Regions from separate parts of the Rattus norvegicus genome. Here region 2 is linked to region 1. Evidence: chromatin contacts called from public Hi-C data. All regions are on one chromosome and are shown on one strand. The core of a region is the stretch at or near the end of the contact, and the rest is flanking DNA. Distances in the headings are between cores, read along the strand shown. Region 1 holds the start of Man1a1 (mannosidase, alpha, class 1A, member 1). Region 2 has its middle 100 kb from the start of Cd46l1.

Region 1 (6,764 bases), core at 117-2,616:
TGTTACTGGTTCATTTTGAACACGTCCAATACACAACAATTAACGATGGCTTAAAATAATAATTAACATTTAAACGAAAACCTCCTCAGGATTTCTAACTTGGTTTTCTATTTTCTGCACACAGCCCAACACCTGAAAACAACCGTGCTATGCTCGCTCTCCTGGAAGGTGCCAGCTGTTTTCCTCTGACTAAGACAACAAGTAAAGGCTGAACTAAAATCATGTTTCCGGAGAAGGTTGAGGGTAAATAGAGCTACTACAAACCAGCTTTCAGGAGTGGGAAGTCAGTCCAATTTTCCTCTGGCAACCGTTTCTTTGTGGAGCAACAGGGGATTCATAACACAGTTTGGGAAATGTTTTCTTGTCCCTTCACCCTGAGGCAGGGGGTTCCCAGCCAGGTCAAAATGTAGATCTAGGCAATATCAGCAGGGCATTCCAATCGATGTCATGGGAGGTGGAGCCAGTCTCCATGACATTCCATGAGACTGAGTGCTGCAAAGCTGTGTTGAAAACAATCTCTGTTGGACCAAGTCTTGCCTTCACTGGGAGTTGTCGCATCCAAGACTTAATTTCAACAGGGTTCAATTTATTGCTTCGAGCTTTGGCAGCATAGAACTGTCTTCTTTGAATGGAAAATTTGACCAACTGCGATGAGGTAAATGAATTTCGAAAGTGGGGGAGCGTGGGGGAGCGTGGGGGAGCGTGGGGGAGCGTGGGGGAGCGTGGGGGAGCGTGGGGGAGCGTGGGGGAGTCATACAACTTTTTTTTTGGTTGATATTGTTGTTGTTTCTTGTAAGGGGAAGAGGGTGTATACTTAGAGCTCCAAGCAATCCCCGAACCCCAAGTCGCCAAGGATGTGAAAAGGTGTTGGTGAGGCAGAGCTCAAAGGCTCTGTAGGAGAGCCTGGAGACTTTGGATTTGAGAGTTATTGGGCACTGGGGAATCCCTGTCTTGGGTAACACGGGTGGCTGGGGAAAAAAAAAAGACTTCAAAACCACAGCTTGCCCCCTTAATCCCCTGCGTTCTCTTCGGGACCGCCAATTGCGAGTACTGGAGCATGCTGGCGCTACCGCATTAATCGCGGTCACTCGGGATCCACCACCTTTGGGGCTCAGACCCGAATGGTTGGGGACCGAGTAAGCTCGGACCAACTCCGGCTCTGGTCCTCCCGGGCGAGTCTTAACCCCGCTCCTGGGCGCAGCTCCAGCCCTCGGGCGCCCAGGAGAGCGGCGACCTCCCCGCCTCTGCCGGGTCCCGGAGAGGCTGCTCTTCCCGTAAACTCCCCGCCCCGCGCGGCCCCCTCCCCGCCTCGGCTCCACCCCCGCGGGACCCTGGGAGGCGTGAGATTGGCCCGGACGCGCTGTCACTCTCCGGACGCGTCACCGCCCTCGTTTCCGACCGCCGGGAGACCGGCAGTGCTATTAGTGCACGGCGGGGCCGCGGCGGAGGGCAGCACGTTGCCTGGTTTGTTGGCACACGCCGGCAGGTCGGCGCGCTCGCTCACCTGAGTCGTGTCCCGGGGCCGCAGAGCCACCGGGCTGTACGAGCGCCACCGCCCGCCGTGACGCGCTCGGAGATGGGCAGCTGGAGAAGTTGACGAGCCCCCTACGCACGCGGCGCCCTTGCTGCCCAGAGGTGCGCCGCCCTTGCCACCGAGGTGTCCTCCGTCCTGACCCAGATGTGCGCGGGACACCCTGCCTCCGAGGCTGGAAAACTTCACCCCAAGTCCAAAGTGGGCTCCGAGGGTGGTGCCCGCGGCTGGACCGTGGGGCTGCCTGCCGGGATACTGTCCTGCGGCTCCCGGGGCCAGGGGAGGGCGGGGACCCACTGGAAACTTTCTCAGCACCTTCCTAACCACTGCGTTTTACTGTCTCCTCTTCCCCCCCAAACAGGGGCTGCAGCCAGCGGTTTGCCGCGCGTGCCTGTTTGCCAAAGGAGCCGCCCCGGCAAGGATCGCCGGAGGGGAGCCGCTTCCAGCGGGGAGACCCGCAGCCCAGACACGCGCTCTGGGCGGCCTGGATGCGCAAGAGCCGGCCCCGCAGCAGCTGACCGCCGGCGGCAGCGAAGTTTGGCTGCTGAGCGGCTCGGCGCCGGACGCTTGGACAGACTGTCAGCCTGCGGCTGCAATCTCCGGAGCCATGCCCGTGGGGGGCCTGTTGCCACTCTTCAGTAGCCCTGGGGGCGGAGGCCTGGGCGGTGGCCTGGGCGGGGGTCTTGGCGGCGGGAGGAAGGGGTCTGGCCCCGCCGCCTTCCGCCTCACTGAGAAGTTCGTGCTGCTGCTGGTGTTCAGCGCCTTCATCACGCTCTGCTTCGGGGCAATCTTCTTCCTGCCTGACTCCTCCAAGCTGCTGAGCGGGGTCCTGTTCCACTCCAACCCTGCCTTGCAGCCACCGGCGGAGCACAAGCCCGGGCTCGGGGCGCGTGCCGAGGATGCCGCCGAAGGGAGAGTCCGGCACCGCGAGGAAGGCGTGCCTGGGGACCCTGGAGCTGGACTGGAGGATAACTTAGCCAGAATCCGTGAAAACCACGAGAGGGCTCTCAGGGAAGCCAAGGAAACCCTGCAGAAGCTGCCAGAGGAGATCCAAAGAGACATTCTGCTGGAGAAGGAGAAGGTGGCCCAGGACCAGCTGCGTGACAAGGATCTGTTTGGGGGCTTGCCCAAGGTGGACTTCCTGCCCCCCATCGGGGTAGAGAACCGAGAGCCTGCTGACGCCACCATCCGTGAGAAGAGGTCAAAGATCAAAGAGGTAAGTGAGTGAGCCCTGCCAGAAATCCCACTCACGCTGCTGTTTTCAGGGAGGTTTGATAAACGGTTAGAACTTAGGGCTTCAACGTTATCGTGCAAAGGCGAGGGAGATCTCCAGGGCCACCCTTTGCCTTTTACCACCTTAGGATAAGTGGCCAGTTAGTATCTGAGACTGAATCCCCTTGAACTTGCGTGCTGTGGTGAGCTTAAGCTATAAGCGGCAGGGAGTGAGCGAATACTTGGGCAGGTGACACACACACTGCCTCCTCGCTGGCTGCAGTTAGTCTACGAGGCAAACAGTCACGGTGCAGGTATTGAACAGCCCTCCTCCTCTGAGAGGCTTGCAGGTGGTTTGAAATTGAAGCTGAGTGTAAACAGAGGGCATCAATCACACACAATACAAAGGTTATAACAGTGAGCCAACGCGCCCAGTGTTCAGTCATGTGGCCTCCTCTTGCCAGGTGTGTGTGTGTCACAGGCTGTAAATGTGAAACTTGAGATCTCCTGTCATGGGCCACATACTGTCTTTTACTGATTTAAAACCTAAGAAACACGCGCGCGCGCGCACACACACACACACACACACACACACACACACACACAGAAAGAGAGAGAGAGAGAGAGAGAGAGAGAGAGAGAGAGAGAGAGAGAGAGAGATCTACTGTTTTCTGTATTTCTAGAACATTGTCAGAAAAGGGGGTATTCCCTGATGCAACAGGTCAGCCTCCACAGCAGCTCAGTGACGTTAATCTAGAGCAAACATGGACTTTGGTAAATCCTGTGCAATTCCTTTCTGGTTATTTTTACTCATAACATATGATTGGTTTCTGTAAGCTGAAAGACGAAGGAACCCTAGGAAATCCTTTCAGGCTGTCATTTCAAAGGGGAAACTGAGGAATTACAGCTCAAGAAGCAGTTAGTGACTGAGTTGAGTCCTGAACACAGAAGTGGAAGCTTCCCAGTCACCAGACTCTGGGGACATGCATCCTTCCTGGCTGCTTTCTCTATGTTTTCCTGGGAATCCAGTCCTGGAGAACTGTGGTAAAGCATGGCATCCCAACTCTGGATCTATCCTCTAACATATGTCATGAATGGACGTAGTATTAGTATGAGATGCATTACCAGGAAAGGGTCCCGATGGCATCGTGAGGGAGTAAATAGAATTTGGAGGCTGTGAAGAGATTTAAAGTGGTTGCAGGGTGGAGGCAGCTTGGTTGCCATAGGAGTTGCTTAAGACCAGATGAGATCTGGTAAGGGGTCACTGAGCAAGTTCAAGTGGACTTGGGTCCCTCTCAGTTTCCTCCAGGCTCACGGCTCTGTTTGCTCATCCGTCATGCTTTCTGCTTTGCAGAGACATAGTAGGCGAATGGCTTCTGCTATCATGAGCTGGTTTCTCCAATAGCTTTTCCCCTCTGTGAAATCCCAACAGTCCTGAGAGACACACATCTGCCTCTTCCCAAACATCTTCCCACTCCTACCTCTTAGACTCCTTAATCAATACGGACCATTAGAAAATTTCCCCCCAAAGGCTCACTGTCTGCTGCTCTTTGCTGTTCGAAGTGAGCCATTTCTGAATGGCATGCATCTGAATTCATAGGAGTGTCCAGTTAATGTGGGCTGTAGCTGTAGGAAGAAGGGATTGTGAACACTAAAGCATTAAGAAGCTGGCCATTAATGTCTGAAAGTGGGTTTTGAATAGACACCACACCTGGTAGGAGTCCACGGAGAGCAGCATTTTGGCAGTCTGTATATCCCCCAGCTATTAGACCGACTGATCTATGTCTCTAAATCATAGGAACTTAATTTACTGGGTCAAGGAAATGCATGTGGCATCTGTCATGTGGTTCCAATGTCTTAGAACCTAGTTCAAACTGCCCAACTTTATATAAAACATTAGAAATAAACATTTTTTTTTAAATTCCATGCAGTTCCGAAAACCCTAAGTAGCCAGCTTGATTTGCTTCAGCGTTTAGTCAAAAGCCACCAGGACGAGGGGAGAGATGAATTATGATTTTCCACTAGAATAGTTCAAACATAGTCCTTCGTAAACCAAAAGCAATAACTCATGCCATTCTTCTTTTAAAAATTACTCTTTGTCGGCTTTGGACGAATATAGTGCCCCACCCCCTTACCCTCAACTCATGCTGTTGTAAAGGACCTGGTGTTTGATGGTGGAGAAGAAAAGTGGTTGATAACACATTAGACTTCAACTTCAAACATCGAGGTTCTACTTGCCACACTCGGGGCTACTTTCTGTGGCCCCCAAGCCCTTTGCCTTGTTTCCGTGTGTTCCAGTTGTCTTTATAGTCCAGTTCTTTATTGCACTTGCATGCACTAAAACTTGCATGGTTAAAGTTTAGGATGGAATTCGAGTCAAGCTTTCACTTTTATACATTTGGTTCAAGGGAAATGCAACACTGTTTTTATAATGCTGAGATAATTGTATTGTTGGTAGCACACTGGATTTTTGATAAGTTTGTATCACAGGGGAGGTAGCCTGCTAATTTAATTAAGTAGGGCATTGCGTCCACCAAAACGCCTTGAGCACATTCTACTAATTCCAGCCTTGGTGGATTGGATGAAAACTTTCCTCTTCCCAATCCAGATTCCCACAATGTTATCATGACCCATTCCTGAAACCTCAGGAATTTATCCTGAAATTGCCCTGCCTTGTGATATGTATGCCAGATATAAAAGTGTAGTCATGTTATCCTATGGTTCTAAGAAAAACTGTTAGAAGTTAAATAGTTTCGTGGGATTATTATGAACATACTCTACTTCGCTTTCTATTCCATTTTTTGGGGTTAGCAAGTTTTTAAAAGATTTGGAGACGAGAGGGTAGGGGAAGGAAACAGCCTACCGTGTACCTTAGGATGGTAGCCTAATTTACTTTGAATAATGAACATCTTCTTCTGAAGTTGAAGGGCATTCTGGGTGATAGAGGTGTCTAGGCATAGCTGTCTTCCTAGTTTTTTGAGAAAAGGCTTTTCATTCCTGACCTATTCCTGACTCAAAGATACAGAGAAAGATGCACGTTGATGGCTAATGAGTAAAACATATTTTATTGAATTTTACACTAGCACTAGTGGTGTGCGTACGTGTGTGTGTGTGTGTGTGTGTGTGTGTGTATGTGTGCGCTTCAGCACAGTTACAGTTTATGTTAAATATTAACTATGTGCCCTTTGACCTTAGATCAGATGTCAGAATAAGTTGCCTTCACAAATTGAAACAAAAACTCTTTCATTTTGAAGCTTAACATTCCAGGTGAATTTCATGGGATTTACTATGGAAAAGAACACTTACAACGCAATAAAGCTATCCTTTGAAGCCCTGGCCCAAGGGGCTAGCATCCTTTTCCGTTGTTTACCTGTTCACTGGCTTCCTGATCCTTGGTGAACCTTGGTAAATCTGTGCTGGTGTGGCCTGCCTCACTCAGGGGTCCCAAAGCAAGGGAGCTATAGAGATTTCTAAAGCTTTCTGTCTTCGGCAAAAAGATTTCAGCAGTGTAAACACTAGAGTGGGTGCTAACTGTTGAAGTTATATAAGCAGGAAAAGCTTGTGAGTAGAAGTGAGTTGTCTGAATTGTCTTCAGTTTAATTTGCTGCCAGCCATTCCGTAAGTTTGATAAAGGGAATACCTTGACTTTATCGTCTCAGACAGTTCAGATTCACTGAACAAAGGAGCTGTGTGTAGGACTCCGAACTTAGTAAAAGGTCTGAAAGGCAGCTTAACAATATGGACCCTGTGTTGAAACCTCTGCAGCCGTCCTCAGGTGAGCTAGTCAGCCAAACCATCTTGTAGAAATGGATCCTGGTGCTTCCGGTGTGTAAAGATGCCTTTCCAAGAGCTCCTGACTTCTTTGACTTTACTACAGAACTTATATACTTGAAATGTGTTTTCAAACCCTTAATAGGCAAATTCTAAAGGAGGGCTTTCAGTGTGTGTGTCAAGGTCATAAGGAAAGGATATGTACAGATACCTGTGAAGGATGAAGGCTAATGTAGAGGGGATTCCATGT
Region 2 (7,066 bases), core at 3,858-6,357, 510 kb before region 1:
AAACTATTTTTTAAATACATAGAATGTTCCTGATAGTCTTGCAGTCTAAGGATTCCATGGGTTCCTTAGCTAAAAGCTTTTCTTGTTGTCTTTCTCTGTTAGCATGCCAGGACATGGCAGTAAAAATTATTATCACTAACAGTTATTTGACAGAGTATGCATCCAACCATAATATATTTCATTTTGCAATTTTAATTTGGCAGAAACCAGGTGAAGCAACCTGGTGTCTCTTTTTCTCTTATTCTATTACATAAGTGAATACATCCATTCCTTTTACTGAAGAAAAGATTTTATGTAGTCATCTAAGTGCCTCACTCATCCTGTAATGAGTCCATCTGTTGATTATATGTAGAAAGAAAATATACATACAAAAGAAATTAGTTCCTACTGAACAAAAAATTACAGTGAAACCAGAAGAAACCAAACCAAAAAAAAAAAAATGCAGACATTTCAAGGATGGCCTGATCTCAAGTAAAATACTTAATTGAATAAAAATAATGTTATGTCAAGAAATTTACTCACCCTGCTCTTATTTTTATTTGACCAATAAGTTTATAAGAAAAAAAAATACATAGGTACTTTCTGAATGCATATGATTGAAGAAAACCCATAGTAACGAGTGCTGGCAAGGAAAACCTGAGCAGATGGCCACACCAATCTCTATCACAGTAATGTAGCTCAAACATATTTTGGGGAATCCGTGTTGTAAAGTGGTACACACACAGGAGGTCATCCAAGACTGTGAGGTCCTCCTAGACTCACTTCTTTTATAAATAAAGCATATGTCTCTCTACTGTGTATTAAATAGCAACATATCTTTCCCTTAAAAGTTATGATAATGACTGAGAATACATACAATCTCAAAACATAAATAAATTGGCTGAAAATATAAAACAATAATGATAATACAAAACAATATAAAACAATATAATATAAAACAATAATGATGATAGAGATAATATTGATAATTATCTTAAAGCCCTCATCACAAATAACTAATTTTGCACCTTTTTTTGCTCTTCAAATTTATCCTTAAAATTAGCTTGGCACTGTCAACCCTCTCTTGATCAGTCACAGCAGGAAATTTCCTTCTCAGAAAAGCATTCTGACATTTATGTTCATATTTTGTCATCTCCCTAAAAGAGATAGATCTGTTTACATGCATCTCATTTTAGGAGTGCTCTGATGAGATGTGAGAATTAAGAATGAATGAAATTGATCTGAATTAACTTGCTGGAAGGCAAGCCCAGTGGTTTATCGCAAAGTCTGTCAACTATGAGCTGCATGGCCCACTAAAGGAAGTTACCTATAAAAATTACATGAACGTGCAGATGTAGGAATCCAACAGAAAGAGTCACCAACATATTCAGTTTTTCCCCAAACCAGTATTTCATATCTATACCACTAGTTTTGCTCAAGACAAGTGACTCAAATACCAGTTACAAATATCTTTTACTAGGGCATCTCTCTATATCTAATGGGAGATCTAAATGAAGCTGCAAATATTGGGCTGCACTAGGACAGATTATAAATAAAAATTGAGTAAAAGGAGAAAGATGAATATGAAGACAATGAAAGTTAATGACTAGTTTTATATTTGATGTTTTTTGTTAGACAGGTTTGATAAATTTTTTAAAAAACAAACAAAATTTTCATTCAAAATCATTTGTGTAGAAATAGGATGCAGGGGAAAATCCATAGCTTGTTTCCAAACAAGCAGACCTCGTGGTTCAGAAGCTAGTGTGTGTATTGAGTCCCTTGTTCCATACCTGTGATAACTACATTATCTTACTTTACAAGTCAAACAGAGGACAATAAAATTTTGTCTCATGATAGAAGGCCCAGTAGGCTAGACTAGATCCATGTTTCTCCCAATGTTGTCTACAGAGCAGCCATTACAGACATTTCCCAAGAGTGCTGTCTTACTAGATATGTTCAGTCTCAGGCTTCATCCTAGGCACCCTAAGTCAGAATCCATTTTGACACGATTCTCTAGGAAGAATGGTGAGCACTCTGTCTTCCTGTAGCCTGCAAGTACAAATATTGACTTGTGATTCCAAGGCCTTAACTTACTACCATTTTGGAGATTTGCAAGCAAGTGAGTTTCATGTGATCATGAACAAGGAGACTTTGCTCGTGTATAAACAAGAACGCTAACTCTTTTTTTTAAACTCCTTGTTAGAATTAAGGTTATATATATGCACATGTTGTCGAGAACACTAAAAGCCCAGCAGACTTTATAAATCTTTTCTATCACCATTACCACCTTCCTAACTTGTGAGCCATTGACATACTTCACTCTGGTACATTTCCATCTGTTTCTAGTTCTGATCCAAGCTCTCACCCCTGGGTGTTTTGTTGTCCTCTCCCAACTTCAAATAGAGTTGCGCCCTCCTTTAGATGGCATCCAAGAGTTAGATGCAAGTCCCATATGCAAAGATGCTAGTGTCTTTTCTTTTGAAGCTCTGTTTCATCTGCAATCATTTGAATTTGTTCCCATGTTTCCTGGTAAAATGGGTAATTTTTACATTGGCAACAAAGCTTGCCTTTTGTATGCTTCTTGTCACATACATTTGACTTTGTGACTTTTTTCCAACTTCAAATCCTCTAGGCGTTATTCTTATTTATTATTAGGTAATGAAAGGGTAATAGTTTAAGTTCCAAACCAATGACAGTGGTCTCTATTTAGGCAAGTATGTGCCCCTGATAGCAACTGTCTTATTATCTGATCCTCTGCTGCCCCCTAAGGGCCTCTCATCACTTTGCCCACTGTCCTTGGACCAAGGCTATTCAAAACTATTAAGTATCCAAATTTTAGTGTTGAGCATGGAGTTGTTCCTAGTCTGTTCCAAGTTTTGCACCGTATAGTATGTGTGTGAGCAATAAAGCACACTCCTTGCATTTTAGAAACATGAGTCATAACGTTTTACAAAATGCACGTTTCATGACATCATTTTCATCTTCTGCTCTTCCTTTAACCAAATGGCATGTTTACCTCTCTGTTACTAAATGAGCACCAAGGTGGGAGGCACCCAAACAACTATTGAACATTAGAGCCAACCTTCCAAAACAAGCAATACCTCTTAGGTTAATAAAAGTAGCTAGAAGAAATCTTGGCAGAGGATATGCCCCAGAAGAAAGGGGTAAATTTCTGAGAAAGGTGCAAATATAGCAAGGCTGAAGACTGAACTTTAGGTAGAAAGATGGCTTAGACTAGAGTAGGAGAAAGGAAGAATGGGGCCTAGAACACTGGAGACCATAATAAAATTTGAATGTTGTTGAGGAACCACACTGAGAACCAGCTGTTTTCTCTTCAGCAGAAAGCACTGTGATTAGATGGACAAGGCAAGGAGAATGACTGCCTCAAATAGGCGAATGGAGGAGAAGATGGATGGATATAGGAGAAGATAAATGATTACAGTTGGAGATATTCAGGAGGCACAGTCAGCAGTCAAGGCTACGAGGATAGCCTGGTTTAAAGAGGACGTTAACTGGGGCAAGAATTTAAGCACAAAATAAAAACTAAATTAAACTCAGTCAACGTGCACATGTTCAAAGTGCTCTTTGATAAGCACTTAAAAACAAAAGAACATACTAACAACTGGTGAAAATGAGTCACAATACTGCATTTGAAAGATCATTGCCTCCATAATGAATGTAGAAAGAACGTTTAGCATTCAATGAGAAAAACAAGCTAATAGAGGAATATGGATCAAGAGGACCCACTGCATGGTCCTGGAATTGAATACAGTCACAGAACCTGGAGACAATTGTCAGTGGATACACTGAGCCATCTCACTAGCCTCTCTTATTTCTTGAAGTAACAAAAAATAATACAGTTGCTTTAGAAATCAGCTTAGTGGATTTTATACAATAATAAACAAGATACAGCTTGCTTTCTAGGTGTTCATCCAGAAGAAATGAAAATGTATCCCTACATAAAACTATAACCAAGCATTCAAAGCAATTTTACTAATAATAGACAAGCAAATCAAATGTATTACAGGACATTAACTATAGGAGAATTATATAATGAAATATTACTTACTGATGAAGGGGAATTAGGACCTGAAATAATTAAGGACTAAGTCAATGAACCAGATACGCAAGGGAGGCTACAACCAAAGATGTTGATTCATGCTGTAAAATTTCGTTGAGTGAATAGGAGATGGTAGAAATGACTAATCTGACATACGCTTAGAGGAAAGAGATCAATGGTTTACTGGGACCCTGAAAGAGCTGACTGAGAATGAACATGAACAGAGACAATGTGCAGTTAGTGAAAATGTTATTTTCATATGGTGATATAAATAGAGGATTCTAAGGTGTTGGTGACACATGGGCTCAAAAACAGTCTGCCCTTTAAGTCAATGAACTTATCTTTATTGATAGAGACATTTATTTTATGCATTTATTGTGATTATTTTAATATGTACTGTGTATGCCTGTTTGCATATATGCAGCTGTGTGTGTGTGTGTGTGTGTGTGTGTGTGTGTAGGCCCCCAAGGGAGTTTTCCTTGATTACCCAATCTTCTTTAATGAGGCAAGATCTCTCCTTTGAACGTGGAACTATCTGATAAGAGCTAGTCTGGATGGCTAGCTTGCCCCAGTGATCCTTTTGCATACTAAAATTACAGGTAGGCCTCCATGCCACCATCATTTATGTGGGTCCTGGAGAGCCAAACTCCAAGCATTTTACTTGTATGGCAACCCCTTTAATTGTTAAGCAATCTCCATAGCCCATAAGTAGGTGCTTAAATAGATAGTTTGAAAGATCGTGATTGACAGCTCATGCGATTGGAAGGATAATGGTTTTGGGTGAAGGAACATCGCTGGAGCACTTCCTGTGGAATTCTAAGAGCAACCTCAATGACATGTTGTCAACAGTAGCAGGAAGGACAGCAAAGATCAGTTCCTGAGTACATTTGTTTAAAAGAAGGCAGAGCAGAGAAGAAAGCTTGTATTAATCGGCTCGGTGTGATTGGCTCAGAGTATTTTCTCCGGGTCAACCCGCTAGGCACATTTCATCCTTATAATGCAGAGCATAGGTGAATCGTCATTCAGACAGAGGACAATAACAATGAATGGCACAAAGGGAACTCGAGCCAAGGCTAGTGGTGAGTAGTAGCACAGGGACTAAACAGCTGCTCGTTCCTTTCAGAACCTGCCTTGCTTGCCTAAGCTACATCTTGAGCCGTCCTCTTCTGGCTTTGGACCATCTGTCACTTTGCAGACATGCCATACTCTGAGACATGTATATTCAACTGCCACATCTCCAACCCTGAGAGTCTGGACTTGCTGTAGATGAGGCCTAGAGAGTCTATTTTAACATGTTTTCAGTTTCATTTAAAGCCCTGCCACACAAGGGAAACATTCAGCAAATTCGCCAACCAAAATGCTGCATAATTGTCTCTGGGAAGGTTTCTTACCTTCTGCAAGCTTTTAGTAGCAATTCAATAAGTTTTCAAGCCTTGCAAAGAAGGAAAATACCATATAATTTCCTCTAGTTGGTAATGAAGATTCGCTGGGGATTCAGCTAATTCAAAAAAGCTCTCAGATTCAGAGCATCTGTGGGAGTTTTCTCCTTAGCTGCATTCTGAGCATCCGTCCTGAGCATGTTTAATGACTTACGGTCACATTCAGGGAGCGGTCTCCTGCTTTCCAAGTCTGCATGTCACTCAGCAGAGATGGAAACCCAATTCTCTGTCCTGATCTTTGAAATCTCTGAGAAGTACCTGGCTAATTTCTAAATCTATTTTCTTCTTGAATAGAGAGAAAAATGAAACGAAACAGGATTGCTGAGCTAAATGGAAAAGTTCAAAGCTGAAGAACTTCATTACCCTCTCTCATACATCACACGGAGTTCACAGCCAGCTTGGGAAAGCCCTACTTTAATCCACCCCCTCCACGTTGAACTCCCACTGAGTAATCACCCAAGGTTCTGAGAGAGACCCAGAGGCTGTGCAATCTTCCTCGAAGACATTCCTAGGAGTCTATTTTGTTTCCACGAAATATATTAAGCTATCCCACTCTGGACAGACACTCCAGCTTACATTTGTAGCAGTGAACAAGCTTGATTTTAGAGAAGAAAACAAAAATATTCTTACCTAGGTTGGGAGCCAGTCAGTTTTAATGAGAAAGAGAATGCACTGTCGTTCATACTCCGCTCTTCTCCATGATCATGTTTTTATATCCCTAGAGACTGTCCACACAACTCCCTGAACCAAGTGCTGACATTTGGAATAATGGCCCCCTTACATGTGACACTCTCAAAATATCAAAAATATCATCCTTTCCCTTTCTATATAGAGCAGGGACAAGCTACTTGTTCCTATGAATTAATGGCTATGGCTCCCTTCAGGAATAAAGAATTCTTCCCTGAAAATGAACACACAAGAGAGCATACTGGGGCTCAGGTATCTGGAAACCATCGTGGTTTTGATTTCTTTACCCCTGGCAAACTAACAACTCACACAACTCATACACAGAACAGCTAACCAGAGATCAGAGCAGTTCCCGGGTAAAATGTTTTGCTTAGGAAGAAAACACTGACCATGTGAAAGCACCTTTAAGTTAAACACAAACACAGGTAGACCCAGTGAATATCTATGTATTTTAAATTCTGGACATACCCAGTCCAGAAACCCACATTTTATGTAAGTACCCAGACAGATACATTATACTGCCAGACACTTTCCAGGGCTATAAGGGTAAACACTGGTGTGCTGTCTATTCTAGAACAATCTAGAGGCCAATACACCTGGCCCTGCCACCTCCAGAGACTTCTTTTGCTCCTTCCTTTCTAGTGACCACATGGAGACTGAAAGAAATAAAGGTAACATTTGTCATTAGTGAAGGAAATGGGGTTTTAAAATACACATTTTGTATCATCCCTCAACATCGGCTATTAGGAACTTCCTATCAAATAAAATGAGATTTCAGTTTAATCTTTGGCACTCCCACAATCCTGCAAGCATGCACACATCCCTGAGCAGTTCTCAATGGGCTTCAGAGCTAAAGAGTGCACATCAATCCCTTTGAAATCCTTGAACATAAGCTTGGAAT

Evidence for each region. Hi-C and Micro-C count contacts between places; a contact is called where the count stands out from the background.
Region 2: a contact with region 1 is called in a Hi-C map of the Rat2 cell line, with 3 times the contacts expected there. The contact joins the enhancer-like site here to the promoter of Man1a1 in region 1. A contact is called at or near these places in 3 of 12 Hi-C or Micro-C datasets (the A7r5 cell line, the Rat2 cell line and frontal cortex).

What each region holds. Positions count from the first base shown.
Region 1 is chr20:33,922,103-33,928,866 of GRCr8, reverse strand. It overlaps Man1a1 (mannosidase, alpha, class 1A, member 1), which reads left to right and starts at 1,366. Exons shown (of 13, transcript NM_001033656.1): 1 at 1,366-1,635; 2 at 1,893-2,747. The coding sequence starts at 2,139.
Region 2 is chr20:34,433,477-34,440,542 of GRCr8, reverse strand. No RefSeq gene overlaps it. Among named protein-coding and RNA genes, the nearest start is that of Cd46l1, 100 kb to the left of the region's middle. Within about 2 kb of position 5,107, at least 2 of the 93 cell types and tissues checked have an H3K27ac peak or open chromatin away from gene starts, as enhancers often do.